Linked DNA regions of Pan troglodytes: region 1 is linked to region 2. A link is a contact called in public HiChIP or PLAC-seq data. All regions are on one chromosome and are shown on one strand. The core of a region is the stretch at or near the end of the contact, and the rest is flanking DNA. Distances in the headings are between cores, read along the strand shown. Region 1 holds the start of RRAGA (Ras related GTP binding A). Region 2 holds the start of DENND4C (DENN domain containing 4C).

The links. HiChIP or PLAC-seq counts read pairs in DNA pulled down with a chosen protein or histone mark.
Region 1: a contact with region 2 is called in an H3K4me3 HiChIP or PLAC-seq map of stem cell-derived excitatory neurons, with 2.7 times the contacts expected there. The contact joins the promoter of RRAGA here to the promoter of DENND4C in region 2. A contact is called at or near these places in 1 of 7 Hi-C or Micro-C datasets (stem cell-derived neural progenitor cells) and 1 of 1 datasets of contacts at active chromatin or transcription factors (stem cell-derived excitatory neurons).

What each region holds. Positions count from the first base shown.
Region 1 is chr11:96,850,781-96,857,667 of NHGRI_mPanTro3-v2.0_pri, forward strand. RRAGA (Ras related GTP binding A) reads right to left here and starts at 4,669. Exons shown (of 1, transcript XM_528488.8): 1 at 2,536-4,669. The coding sequence starts at 3,859. The coding sequence ends at 2,918.
Region 2 is chr11:96,672,068-96,679,251 of NHGRI_mPanTro3-v2.0_pri, forward strand. DENND4C (DENN domain containing 4C) reads right to left here and starts at 3,919. Exons shown (of 32, transcript XM_063788705.1): 1 at 3,498-3,919.

The DNA of each region.
Region 1 (6,887 bases), core at 3,419-5,918, 180 kb after region 2:
ATTTGGGGGAAATTGAACTGAAAACAAAAATACGAGTATTTTGATACCTTTTCTTTACCATGAGACTCTTGACTATGAAGTCAAATTTATCTAAAGGAAAAACAGGAATTCTGGAGACCTGTGTAAAAGCAGACTATTATCTTCCTACTGTGAGAGTACTAAAATTAAAATACGTTTAATGATGTTTTCCTCAATGTAAAAGCATTGAAGTAAATGTTTCTTTTATGTTGCAGATACATAGTTGCCCTAGAGATCACCTTTTTCTTTATGCATTGTGAATAGCAGTCTGCATCCTAAGTTTAAAATATTTGAGAATCCTCTATGGGACTCTCTGTAAATGTTTTAAATACTGTTGTTTTCAATAAATATTTTATACTATCTGGCTCTGGAATTTCCTATGTAATATCAAAAAGAACTATGCCCCTGCAAATCATAAGATGATCACATGTAAAGTTATATTAATAACCTGATCAACAAATTTGAGAGGTTCAGTGATTCAGGTCAACATATTTTGTTACTTCCATTTTAATTACTAGATTTACAGTATATAGTATTTTAAAATGAATTTTTAAGGTTATATATATACTGTCAGTTTTCACATCTGGAGTCTTTATACTAATGTATTGCCAATGGCCCTAATTAGGTAATTTTTATAAATTACACCTGAATAGCTTCTTACTCTTCATGAGTAGCGTCATCCACATCTGCTGCTAGAAAGGGTTTAATAAACATTAAATAATTTTATAAAGCCTTAGAAATTCTAAAGCCCTATCACTTAGGTTTACTGTCCATACAAAGATAGCACCTCGGGTGTAAAATGAAAGGCTTAGAGTTCATCACAGGTCTCTTTGCTCTAAAATACTTAGATTTCTTTTCAAACAATCCTTAAGGCAGCTATTGCTGGAAGTGGAATGGGACATTTTAGATCTGTTTGTCCATTTTACTACACCACATTGCCAATCCAAATTAGGAACCTCAGAATCCTTCCTTAAAAGTAGGTGATCTAAGAATCTGTTTCAGTATTATCCAATTTCTAGAGAAATACAAATGGGAAAGTGATCTTGCCCAAAATGAGTGAAACCCTATTCCTTGAAGGAGGTCACTTAGCTTCCTGGGCTTCAGCTTACCCACTATGTAAATTTGGAATTATATGAAGGAATAATCTACATTTAAAAAGCTAGGACCCATCAGTGCTGATCTGTGCAAGTTATAAGAACAAAAAAAATTGCCGGGTGCAGTGGCTTATGGCTGTAATCCGGCACTGTGGGAGGCTGAGATGGGCGGATCACTTGAGGTCGGGAGTTCCAGACCAGCCTGGCCAAAGTGGTGAAACCCCGTCTCTACTAAAAAATACCAAAAATGAGCTGGGCGTGGTGGCACATGCCTGTAGTCCCAGCTACTTGGGAGGCTGAGGCAGGAGAATGGCTTGAACCTGGGAGGCGGAGGTTGCAGTGAGATAGCGCAATTGCACTCAAGCCTGGGCAACAGAGCAGACTCCGTCTCAAACAAACAAACCAAAAATAAATAAAAAGCTATGACTCTTATGGTTAACTTTTCAATGGAAGTAATGGGGTGTAATGATTAGGAGAGTCAGTAGTCAGATTGCCTGGGTTTAGCTGTATGACCTTAATAAGATCATAGTTTGCTCATCTGCTAAAATAGCGATCAAAGTAACCTACCACATAGGTTGTGAGGATTCAGTAAGATAAATGCACAAGTGCTTAAGAACACCTGACATTTAGTAAGGGATCAAATATTCAAATAGGTTTCATATCCAGTAATTTGGGGAAGAATGGCTCAGTAGGTAGTAATGGTAGTTAACAGAGTATGCTATGCGCTAGGCACCATTCCTAAATACTTACCATGTTGAATTTAATCCTTTTAAACATCCTATCAAGTGGTTTTTTATTGTTGTTTTTGAGATAGGGTCTTGCTTTGTCACCCAAACTGGAGGGCAGTGACACAATTATGCCTCACTGCAGCCTCTACCTCCTGGACTCAAGCAATCCTCTCTCCTCAGCCTCCCAAGTAGCTAGGACTGTAGGCACGCACCACTATGCCTAGCTAATGAAAAAAAATTTTTTTTTTGTAGAGAGAGGGTCTCTATATTGCCCAGGCTGGTCTCGAACTCCTGATCTCAGGTGATCCTCCCACTTCAGCCTTCCAAAGTGCTGGAATTACAGGTGTGAGCCACCACGCCTGGCTATAAAGTAGTATTCTGACCCACATTTTACCAATGAGGAAACAAGTGTAATGAAATTAAGTATTTGCCCATGTTCACAGAGCTAGTAAGTGAAGGGACCAGAATACTAACTCAGGTGGTCTAGCTTCAGTCCATAGCATAAGCGCTTCTACAGCTGTTACCAAACGTCACTAAAGTGCTGGGGGCTAAATTCACAGAATCAAATTTGCCAGTCAAGCAATACTTGTGGGCAGTCAGAATTTTTAGATTTACATAGTAAGCACTTTCAAGTTATTTCAAATAAGGCCATGTTTTAAATTGCTAACACGTTTATTCATGAATGAAGCCAAGAAGAATTTATAAATGCATTTTAATACCTTGCTGATAAAATAGTAACATTCCGTCTTTGCAATCTGATACGGAATACAGGAAGATACTGGTAAAGGCTTTGATGTGCATATCTATCATAACCAGGTAATGAGAACACACACGAACCACCTACTTTAGTGTTACACCATACCAACTTCTCAGAAAGGCCAGCTTCAAGCTCTACTGGGTAGCTGAGTAAATAGCGTCCAATGTTTAAAGACTGGGGAAGCGGGGAGAAAGATGAAAGAAGTAAGCAGCACACACTTCAAAGCCCACTTTTAAGCACACGACATTATGAATATTAAAAATAAAGGATGCAAACAAAAAAGGCAATTCAGCATTTTCCGAAAGAGCATTTGGCAATATTCAACGCATAAGGAGACTGTGCTTGGGGCCATCCACTCTCTCCAGCTTCTCAAAGTGTTTCCGGGCATTGCGAATGTTGATCAGAGTGGCCGCAGAAGGGATCGACGGATCTGACATGACCACCATCACGTACGTATTTGAGGTGAAGATGTCGATGAAAGCAGCGAAGTTGGAATTCCTAACTTCCATGCTCTGGAAGGAAGCGGCCAATTTACTGCAGCTCAGCTTGAACTGTTTGATGATGTTGCTGATCTTCTCAAACCGGTGGACGTCGCGCTGCTCTTTGCACTGGTAGTGGGAAATAACCAAGAATGTAGCTCTTTCGAACAGCAGAACTTCATCGGCCTCAATGATTTGGGCAAAATTCCTGAGGTTCATCTCCAGCTGCTGAACGTTGGGAATCAGCTGGTAGACGATGCTGGACCAGGCTTTGTAGAGCGTCTCATCCCAGATGGACGTTCGAAAACAAGCACACTCCAGCGGGCGAGACAGACGCCTCAGGTCTTCCTCTCGCTCTTTAAAAATCAGGTCACGCTGATCCTCCTGAACCAGATCCATTTTGTGCACCAGGCAGAAGATTTTGGCGTCAGGAGAGTTCTGGAGGATGGCCTCCAGACACGACTGGTAATAATGCATGTCCTTTTCCAGTTCGCGGCTCTCCACGTCAAACACGTAAATCAAAACTTCCACGTTACGGAAGATATTGTCTCGCTGGCTGGTGAAGTAATTTTCCATGAAGGTGTCCTGACCGCCACAGTCCCACAGGTTCAGCACCAGGTTCCCTAGGAATCGGACGTGGGAGTGCTCCACGTCAATGGTGGCCCCCAGGCGCCGGGTGTCGCGAGCAATGTAATTGGCGAAGATTATCGACCTCATGCTGGTCTTCCCCGACCCGCTCTTCCCCATCAGCAGCACCTTTTTCTTCATGGCTGTATTTGGCATCACCCGCCGGGGCACCGCGGACTGGGCCTGAGGGCGCGGCCTACACGCAGCGCCGAGGGAGGGGTCGGGGGCTGCCGGGGACTCGCAGGCCGCGCCTCGCTCCGCTCCGCCGCGCAGCTGGGCAGGCAGGAGAGTCGAGAGCGCGAACCCGGGGCTGGAGAGGCCGCGGACGGGCTGGCTCTTACTCAGATGGGAGCGCCCGCGGCTGTCAGTGGCAACGGCTCGGGAGTTACGCTCGCTTTCCGGAGAGGGAGCCGCTGCGTCCCCGCCACCACCCACTTCCGGCGGCGATCTCGCGAGAGCTCCCTCGCTCCGCCCTCCGTGCCCGACGAGCCTTGAAAAGCCGCTGCTCTAATGAAACCTAACCGGGGCGGCGTGAGCCCTAAGATGGAAGGGAAGCTCGAGGACTTCGGTCTTTTGTTCTGTTGCAGCTGGGTTTGCGGTTGCTAGGGGTACGTGTGTGGTTGGCCGGGGGAAATGCTGCCCTCTCGTGGCCAAAAAAAGCCCCAACCACCACCGCCACCGCAACTGGCTTTAGGAGCGAGGTGTGTCGGGCCGGTTTCCGCAGGGGCAGCCGACTGGTGAAGTGGAGGGAAAGCCTAACTTCCCAGTCCGCTTAGGCCTCCCCAGCTTGCCCGGCCCAGTGAGTACAAGGGCAGGGCAGATGGAGACTGTGCAGGCGCGGAAAGTGAGACTTGTAGACAAGCGATTGCCCGTTGCTGCGCAGCTAGGTAATAGCAAGTCCCTCCTAGGAGACATCCTGGCTTCCAGTGGGTGCTTTTAATTTCTTTCTCACATCTGCTTTTCCGTAATCTCAGACTTTAGAATTTATAATTAGAATTCCAAAGCTCGAGGAAATGATAATGTGGAATCCCATGCATTAGTTCCATCCTCACAGTAACCCTGTGAATTAATAACCCTATTTTCAAGTTAGGGAATCAAAGGTTAGAGAGGTTAAGTCACTTGACCAAGTTACACAGATACTAAATGATGAAATGGAATTTGGTTTTAGACAGTCTTGCTGCGGTCTATTTGCCTAACAATAGGCTACCCTGTGCCCCTCTCAAAGCATAATATAATTCTGCTCTTGGTCTTCAAGTAGTTGAGTGAATCAGTGTCGCCAGTATCGTTCATACAGAATGAATGAGAGTCATCAGGATACTGAAGCCTCTGTATCTACCTTAAAGTCCTTTTTTTTTCTTTTGAGACGGAGTCTCACTCTGTTACCCAGGCTGGAGTGCAGTGGCGCGATCTCAGCTCACTGCAACCTACGCCTCCTGAGTTCAAGCGATTCTCCTGCCTCAGCCCCCCAAATAGCTGGGATTGTGGGCACCTGCCACCACGCCCGGCTAATTTTCGTATTTTTAGTGGAGACGGGGTTTCACTATGTTGGCCAGGCTGGTCTGGAACTCCTGACCTCAAGCCAGCCACCTGCCTCGGCCTCCCAAAGTATGGGATTATAGGCGTGAGCCACCGTGCCTGGCCTAAAGCCCTTATCAAAGTGTATAGTGTACTGTACAAATTCAGGTATTCCATTCTTTCATTTATTCAAAAAATATTTTAATTCCTACTGTTAACGTGTGCAGTAAAAGAAGTTCAAAAATGGCCTTTGCTGTAGTTTATGGAAATCATAGAGTGAAATTCCGTAATGCAATATAGTATGTGGAAAATCTCCTCTCAATGTATTCAATTTCATCTCCTTGGTGATACCTCTTCTGGAGCCTTCTTATCTGATCGCCTTTCACCACCATTCTGGGGTTTCCCTTCCCCGTTCTTTCGAGTTGGGTATTCTTTTTCCTGATTTCACATCTTCTCATTTTTGGCTCATTTGGTGGAACACATGTTCCAATAGTTTCCAGATAAAAAGTATGAGGAGAGTAAAAATTTCAAGACATTGGATGTCTGAAAATTTCTTTGTTTTTACCCTCACACTTGATTGGTTGGACACAATTTTTCCTCAGAGTCTTGGAGGCATTGCTCTGTTGCTCCATCGTCTTTTAGCAGCCAGTAGTCTGATGCCTGCTTCTTGGTTTTGATCTATTCTTTCCTCTCTAAAAACATATTCGAAATTTTCTTATTCTAGTGTTCTGAAACTTAATGATAATTGGCATTGTTGAGCCCAAATTTGCATTGTACTGGACTCTCCAATGTGTCTTTTAATTTGGAAACCATGCCCTTGAATTCTAAACAATGTTCTTGAATTGTTTGATGATGTATTTCCTCTATTCTGTCATGTGAATACTCCTAAGGTCTGGATATCACATTTTATGGAGTCTCCTCTAATGTATTTTTTTTCTTTTTTTTTTGGAAACAGGGTCTCACTCTGTTGCCCATGCTAGAGTGTAGTTGCACGATCTTGGCTCACTGCAACCTCCACCTCCCGGGTTCAAGAGATTCTCCTGCCTCAGCCTTCCAAGTAGCTGAGACTACAGGCCTCCACCACCATGCCTGGCTAAGTTTTATTTTTGTTTTTGTTTTTGTTTTGAGATGGAGTCTTGCTCAGTAGCCTAGGCCGGAGTGCAGTGGCACTATCTCGGCTTACTGCAACCTCCGCCTCCCAGATTCAAGCCATTCTCCTGGCTCAGCCTCCCGAGTAGCTGGTATTACAGATGCCTGCCACCATGCCTGGCTAATTTTTGTATTTTTAGTAGAGAGGGGGTTTCACCATGTTGGCCAGGCTGGTCTCAAACTGCTGGTCTTAAGTGATCTGCCCGCCTCAGCTTCCCAAAGTGCTGGGGTTACAGGCATGCGCCACTGCGCCTGGCCTTCTTTTCTTTTAAAAAATTTTTTTAAATTTATTTTTAGAGACAGGATCTTTCTCTGTCAACCAGGCTGGAGTGCAGTGGTGAGATCATAGCTCATTGCAGCCACCACCTCCTCGGCTCAAGGGATCCTCACATGCCAGCCTCCCAAGTAGCTAGGATTATAGGTGTGTGCCACTATGCTTAATTTTTTTTTTTTTTTTTTTTCTGAGACGAAGTTTTGCTCTTGTTGCCCAGGCTGGAGTGCAATGGCATGATCTCAGCTC
Region 2 (7,184 bases), core at 2,669-5,168:
CCTGGGAGGCAGAGGTTGCAGTGAGCTGAGATCGCGCCACTGCACTCCAGCTTGGGCAACAGAGCGAGACTCGGTCTCAAAAAAAAAATTAATAAAAATAGCAATCAGAGTAAAAAAGTGGAATTACTAAAATGTTAAACCATGGAAATGGTTAAATAAACTGAGGCAGTAAATAAAACTTTGGACTATTAAAAGCCATAAAATAACAGTAATATACAGCAACAGGGAAAGCATGTTAAATTAAAAGACAATTATATTAACATTAATCACAGAATTATACACAAGCACAGACAGGATTAGAATATTATACTACTACATTATAGAAGTATAACAGCATTAGAGTACAGAAAAATATAAGTGTTAGATAGGGGAGAGTAATTTAAATTTTTTCTTTTGAATTTCTTTTAATCATGTTACATTTTTTCCAATAAAAAGTTTTCAAAGGCTGGGTGTGGTGGCTCACACCTGCAATCCCAGCACTTTCAGAGGCGTAGGCAGGTGGATCACCTGACATCAGGCCACCTGGCCAACATAGTGAAACCCCTTCTCTACTAAAAATTCAAAAATTAGCCAGGCGTGGTGGCAGGCACCTGTAATCCCAGCTATTTGGGAAGCTGAGGCAGGAGAATCGCTTGAATCTGGGAGGCAGAGGCAGGAGAATCGCTTCAATCTGGGAGGCAGAGGCTGCAGTGAGCCGAGATCAAACCACTGCACTCCAGCTTGGGTGACGAAGCGAGACTACATCTCAAAAAAAAAAAAAAAAAAAGGTTTCAAATACCATGTTAAGCTCTATTACATCCACATACTTAACATACGTAGAAAATGTTTTAAAGCTTTAAACTTCTTCCTGCAAAATATTAAGTTTCAAATTTCAAATAATAAAACTGCCTAATTTTGGAATATCCTACAATCTGATGCTAAAGACCTATTGTTTTACACCAGCTGTACTATGCAAAATCCTTTCCCCAAATTTTAGCTGATAAAAAGGAATTTCCCATTCCAACAAGGCATCCCTTTGCTACGTCTATCTGTCAAACTGACAATCTATGGCACCAGTATAAAGAAAATTAACATTTTAATTCAGTTATTATGAAAGCTTATCTGCCCTTGCTATTCAGCAAACATATTACATTGGAAATTCAAATTATGACAGAAATTCCGTTTGGCAAATCAAAAATACAAATGAAACAACCTGCCACTGACTCAGCAACTTTCTTTTTTACTTTACAACCTGTACTTAAGGTGCAAGCCTATGACTGAAACCTAGCTTTCAATTTTTCTTTTTTTTTTTTTTTAATCAGGCAGCCTCCAGAACCAGAGTAGGCTCTAAGAGATTCCCCTAGCTTTCAAACTGAGCAGCAAAGCCAATGCAAAACCAGTATTTGTTTTGGCAGGAAGCTCCAGTGAAAATATGAGATATTTTGGTCTTAACTGGCAGATACACAAAGAGCAAAGAAAGGTGCCTTATTGAGTTATTATTTATAATGTAAAATCCCTTGTGTATAGCTACAAATTCACTTTTATTGCAGATAATATGTTTCTTTATAGAAAGTAGCTCAACCAAATAATCTCCCAAATTTGGCACCAGGAATTGTTACAGCCTACACACCACTACAGTTCCTTGTAATTTAAAACATTTGCGTTTTAAGAACAGTCTCCACACTCCAACTATGCTGCCAATTTCTTCAGCTAAAAGCTTAAGTTTATACTACAAAATACTGTAGTTACTCTCGACAATAGAATGCACTCATTTACAAAGCATACAGGAGTAAATTACTCCAATATGCAACTTCAAAATTTCTCCAATATACAACGACAACATTTCTAACATCATACCTTTTCTATTACCCAAATCAGTAAGTCTAAATAGTAGTACTGTACACTGCACGAGGTACTATTGGCCAAAGTCAAGTCGCATATGATCAGTTCACTACAACAGGTTATACAAAAGATCAGACCCCTAATCTCAATAAATTATTTTGCAAAATGGTCAACGGAGATACCAATGCGGAGGAAAGTGTGGACTGAGTGGCAGAAAACCCTTTGCCACTACAGAAAAAAAAAAAAAACAAGTCAAAGCAAGCCTATATGACAGGCAGATCATGTTCATGAATACAAATCTAACTTCATTGCCGACTTCCCAGTCTCACAGCAAGACGGCAGTTTACCAACTCTTTAACAGTAATACAAAGAACAGGACAGAAAATATAGTTTCTTTTTTGCATGTTATAGTGATCAAGAATAAAGGATACCTTTAATGTTCAAAGATGAAAACTTCCTTTTGCAACTAATATTGCTCTTATCGCGTGTACACAGAAAAATCATACAACGCTCTGCATTTCTGATAGAGTAATACACACTATCACATCAAATCAAGTATTTATCCAGAACTTAGCGCCGTAGCACTAACGTTCTCCCCTCTCATTATACACAGACCGGAAGGGAAAACCTATTCCTACGTAAATTAGGGCCTAGGAAGAACGCCTCAACACGGGTTTGCACACAATTAAGCAGGCTCAGTGGGTCAATTTCTCAGGCTACAACGCTTGACAGTATCTCGGAGGCACAAAGAGACAGCTGAGGGTTCACTACTGGAAATGACACTTTCCCTCAAATCTGCACAAGTACCCGCGGTAACTACCCTAAATTTTCCCGTGTGACAAACATACATAAGGGGAGAAGGAGGCGGTACTATTTAAAAACTGGGTAAATCCTTATTAGTGCAGATAAAAGACGGTCTTCGAGAGGGAAAAGGTCTATCAAGCAGAAAAGGGGAGAAAAAAAAAAGACGTGACAGCATTCTTAAAACAGAAAAAGTCACAGCTCTTTACAGGAGTCAGCCTTAGGACTTCATTCCTTGGTTTTGTGTTTAGTCACTCCAGAGTTAAAAGGATACTGCCCTCCTAGAAAGTCATCCCCGACAAAGAAGCCCTGAGGATCGGCCACCGTAAGACAGAGAAGGAAATGTCCTCAATTCACCAGAGACACCTGCCCAGGTCCCCCTCCTCACCGTTGTCCCCGACACTTCTCAGCCCCCCGACTCCTCTCGAGACTGCCCGCCACCCCTGGCTCTAGCTCTCCGCTCTCTCAGCCTCGACCCCCTCTGGGAAGCCCCGATCCTGCTCCCTCCGCACCCCGGCCCCCACCAAAGCGGCCGTCGCCCCGGCGGTCCCCCGGGCCCAGACCCCTCCCGCTTGTACGCAAACGATTCTCATGGGCCCGGCGGGCGACGCGGGGAGGCTCTTCAGGGGCAGCCTTTCCCCGACTGCATCCCGCAGGATCCGGGGACTCCCCGCCCCCGGAAACCGCGGAGAAACTAGGCCACGAACGCCAGCCGCGGCCACTCTCCGCCTCCTCGGCGACCCCCCGCGGGCCAGCCACTTGGAACTCAGCCCTCCGGGCTCTACCTGTCCCGCGCCCTCCCAGCCTTGCAGCGCAGGCCCCGCGAGGGCACGGCGCAGGCTTCCTCCGCCAAAGGCCCCGCGCCGCAGCCTCACCTGCTGCCTGCTCCTCTGTCAGCGCAGCCCCGACACGGCTTCTTCCTGGGGCAAGAAAGCACCGGATTCGCGGCCTGGGCGCGCTCGGCAGGGCAGGGCGGGGGACTAGCTCCAGCGGCCGCCGCCGCCTCAGTCCGGTCTGCGCCTGCGCCGCCTCGCGGGCAGGGTCTCCGAGGGGCGCCGCCTACAGCCAGGGGCAGTGGCCGGAGCGCTGGCCCGCGCGGGTGCCTCCGCGCTGTGAGCCGTCGGACAGTGCGGGCGGCGCGTCGCCTAGGAGCTGCCCGCGGCGCCGCCGTCCCAAGACCTGACCGCCATGTTTCTGTTCCCTTTTTCTCCCCCGCCTTCCGCCCCTTTCCACAAAACAGCACTTTCTTTTCCCCCTCCCTCTCCCTTTCCTCCTGCAGGGGCGGGTGGAAAAGGGCGGGGGGGGGAGAAGGCGCAGGGAGGAGGGGGGCGGGGCGGTGCTCAGGCCCCTCCCCCGGGGAGGGCCGAGGCCGTGCAGCCACCGCTCCCCTCCCCCGCCCGACCCCAGTGCGACCCCCGCGGGGCGCGGGGTCTGAGCCTTGCGGGCCTCCGATCCCCTCCTCAGCGTTCGCGCGGCCGAGCCTGCAGAAACAGAGCTGGGGAGAAAGCGCTCTGGAGGCCGCTGTGCACCCCTTCCTGCAGGGCTCAGACTGGCGGTGTGATGTGGGTTTATTGCCTTGGCCTGAGGCAGGTGGCGGCTGCTTCTCTCGGAGTTTTCAAAGACAGGGAAAGTGATGTCGAGTGGCTGAAGGTCACTGAGGACAGTGCCGAGAGATACGTGAAGATTCCTTCCCAGGGTGGGAGCTGGAATTCCCACGCATGAGTAGAGGGCTCTAGAGAGACCGGCGCGCTGGCGCTTCCCGAAACCCCTTGGCTCCAGTGCACCATGTGAGTCCCTGGCCGCGCTCGGTGTCTCTCCTTCGGCCCAGATTTGGGGATGGGAATTCCTAATGGAGAAATCGCTCATTTGCATAGTCAGTACCCTCACGCCTCCTAAGTGTAGCCTCATTGTCGACACAGACGCCTGCAGAGTCGTTTCTCTATAATGCAAATTTTGCAGGATATTTTTGAACAACGTTTTTGAGTTATCATAGTAAATGAAAAAACAATTACTAGTTATTTAGGAAGAAGGAAATGGTTTGAAGTAGAGATAACTTTTTTTACCTCTGGGGGGAAAAAAAGGCGAATGACTTCAGATACCATGGCAGGTCAAAATCAGAACTGGTAAGATTTCTGCATATCTGGTGAGTATCCACATAAATAATCATTTTCCTGAAAATTACACTCTCCTTATTTAATCTGTATTTTTGCATAAAAATGTGAGATTATACCTGGGTCATAAATGCACTGCTGTCCATTTATTTCCGAAGTTTATTGCATAGCCATGGATAATTTGAGTTTTATATTCAATAGCAGAAACTATTTTTCTAACCACGTAAGCAGTCAGAATTGATTTCAGAAGAAATGCGCAGCAATAAAATTAAGGCTTATTTAATAACAGTTTGGGGCCAATTTGGTCCCCCTGGAAACTATCTTTGACATTGACAATCCGAAGAGCAAAAATTTAAGAAAGGATCTAATACTTCAAAATTTAGCTTGTGGGCCGGACGCGGTGGTTCACGTCTGTAATCCCAGCACTTTGGGAGGCTGAGGCGGGCGGATCACCTGAGGTCGAGAGTTCCAGATCAGCCTGACCAACATGGAGAAACACTGTCTCTACTAAAAATACAAAATTAGCCGGGCGTGGTGGTGCATGCCTGTAATCCCAGCTACTCGGGAGGCTAAGGCAGGAGAATGGCTTGAACCTGGGAGGCGGAGGTTGCAGAGAGCCGAGATTGCGCCATTGCACTCCAGCCTGGGCAACAAGAGCAAAACTCTGCCTCAGAAAAAAAAAAAAAAAAAAGAAAGAAAAGAAACAATGAAACAAAATTTAGCTTGTGGGCTTCTTTTCCTTCCTTCCCAAAGTCTAAATTAATTAGCAGTTTTAAAGCAATATAAACGAGATTTCTTTTTTTTATTTACATATATATTTTTTAATTTTTCCTCATCCCAACTAGAAAAGGAAAGACAAGATTTCTTCGCCCCCTCCTTTTTTTTGGACACAGGGTCCCCGCCTCTGTCACCCAGGCTGGAATGCAGTGGCACAAACAGGGTTCACTGCAGCCTTAACTTCCTGCCACCTCAGCCTCCCGAATAGCTGAGATGGTAAGCCTGTGCCAACCACCCACCCACACCCCACTAATTTTTTGGGGGGGTTAGGGGAAGATATAAAGTCTCACTATATTGCCCAGGCTAGTCTTGAACACCTGAACTCAAGCAATCCTCTTACCTCAGCCTCCCAAAACTCTGGGATTACAGATATGAGGCACCGCGCCCAACCAAGACAAGATTTCTTAATGGGTACATTCATTTCATTAGCTCTCAGGGATTCAGAGTTTTTTTTTTCTCTCTCTCTCTCTTTTTTTATGGCACCCACAGAAATGAAAAACGGATGAGGCCAGTATCTCTCTTCCACTTGACTTGATTTTTCTCACTTTGCAATGGAAGGCTTAGGATTTTCTTTAATTTTTCTCACTATCTTAATCGTCCTATAGATTTACCATAGATTTTTCACTGCCATTTTCCACCAAAAATTTCATAGAATGAACTTGAATGTTTTGGGACTAATTTTTCATGTGAGTTAACTGTTCTCAGATCTGGAAGTTCTTGATTCAGCAACCTTCCCAACTGCATGCTTAGGGGCCCAGAACTGAAATAAGTTCATTTGAAATTTTATATATATATTTATATATATATATTTTTTTTTTTTTGAGACAGAGGCTTGCTCTGTTGCACAGGCTGGAGTGCAATGGCATCGTCTTGGCTCACTGCAACCTCCACCTCCCAGGCTCAAGCGCTTCTCCTGCTTCAGCCTTCTAAGTAGCTGGGACTACAGGCGTGCGCAACCAACCACACCCGGCTAATTTTTTGTTTTTGTTTTTGTTTTTGTTTTTGTTTTTGTTTTGGGTAGATAACAGTGTTTTGCCACGTTGCCCAGGCTGGTCTCAAACTCCTGAGTTCAAGCAATCCGCCTGCTTCCCGGCCACCCAAAGTGCTAGGATTCTAGGTGTGAGCCACCACACCCGGCCTCATTTTAAATTTTAATATAAAGACTGGGCACCATGGTTCATGCCTGTAATCCCAGCACTTTGGGAGGCTGAAGTGGGTGGATCACCGGAGGTCGGGAATTTGAGAACAGCCTGACCAATGTGGTGAAACCCCGTCTCTATTTAAAAATACAAAAATTAGCCAGATATGGTGGTGGGTGCCTGTAATCTCAGCTACTAGGGAGGCTGAGACAGGAGAATCTCTTGAACCCAGAAGGCGGAGATTGCAGTGAGCCGAGATCTCACCGCTGCACTCCAGCCTGATGGACAGAGCGAGACCCTGTTTCAAAAAAATAATAATAATATTTGACTGTATAAAAAGTAGGAGAGTCGGAGAGCCCGATATCAACATAATTGTTATAATGATTATAGTGTCACAGTTTTAGTTGGGCCTATGTAGATAGAAGAATGCATAGGAAAAAATCAGCTCATCGAAGAGGGGAACACAGACATTCTAGCAGAAAGCTCCTTCTTGCTGCCTTCTGACTGGGCGTGGTCACTGCAGATTTCTGTGGAA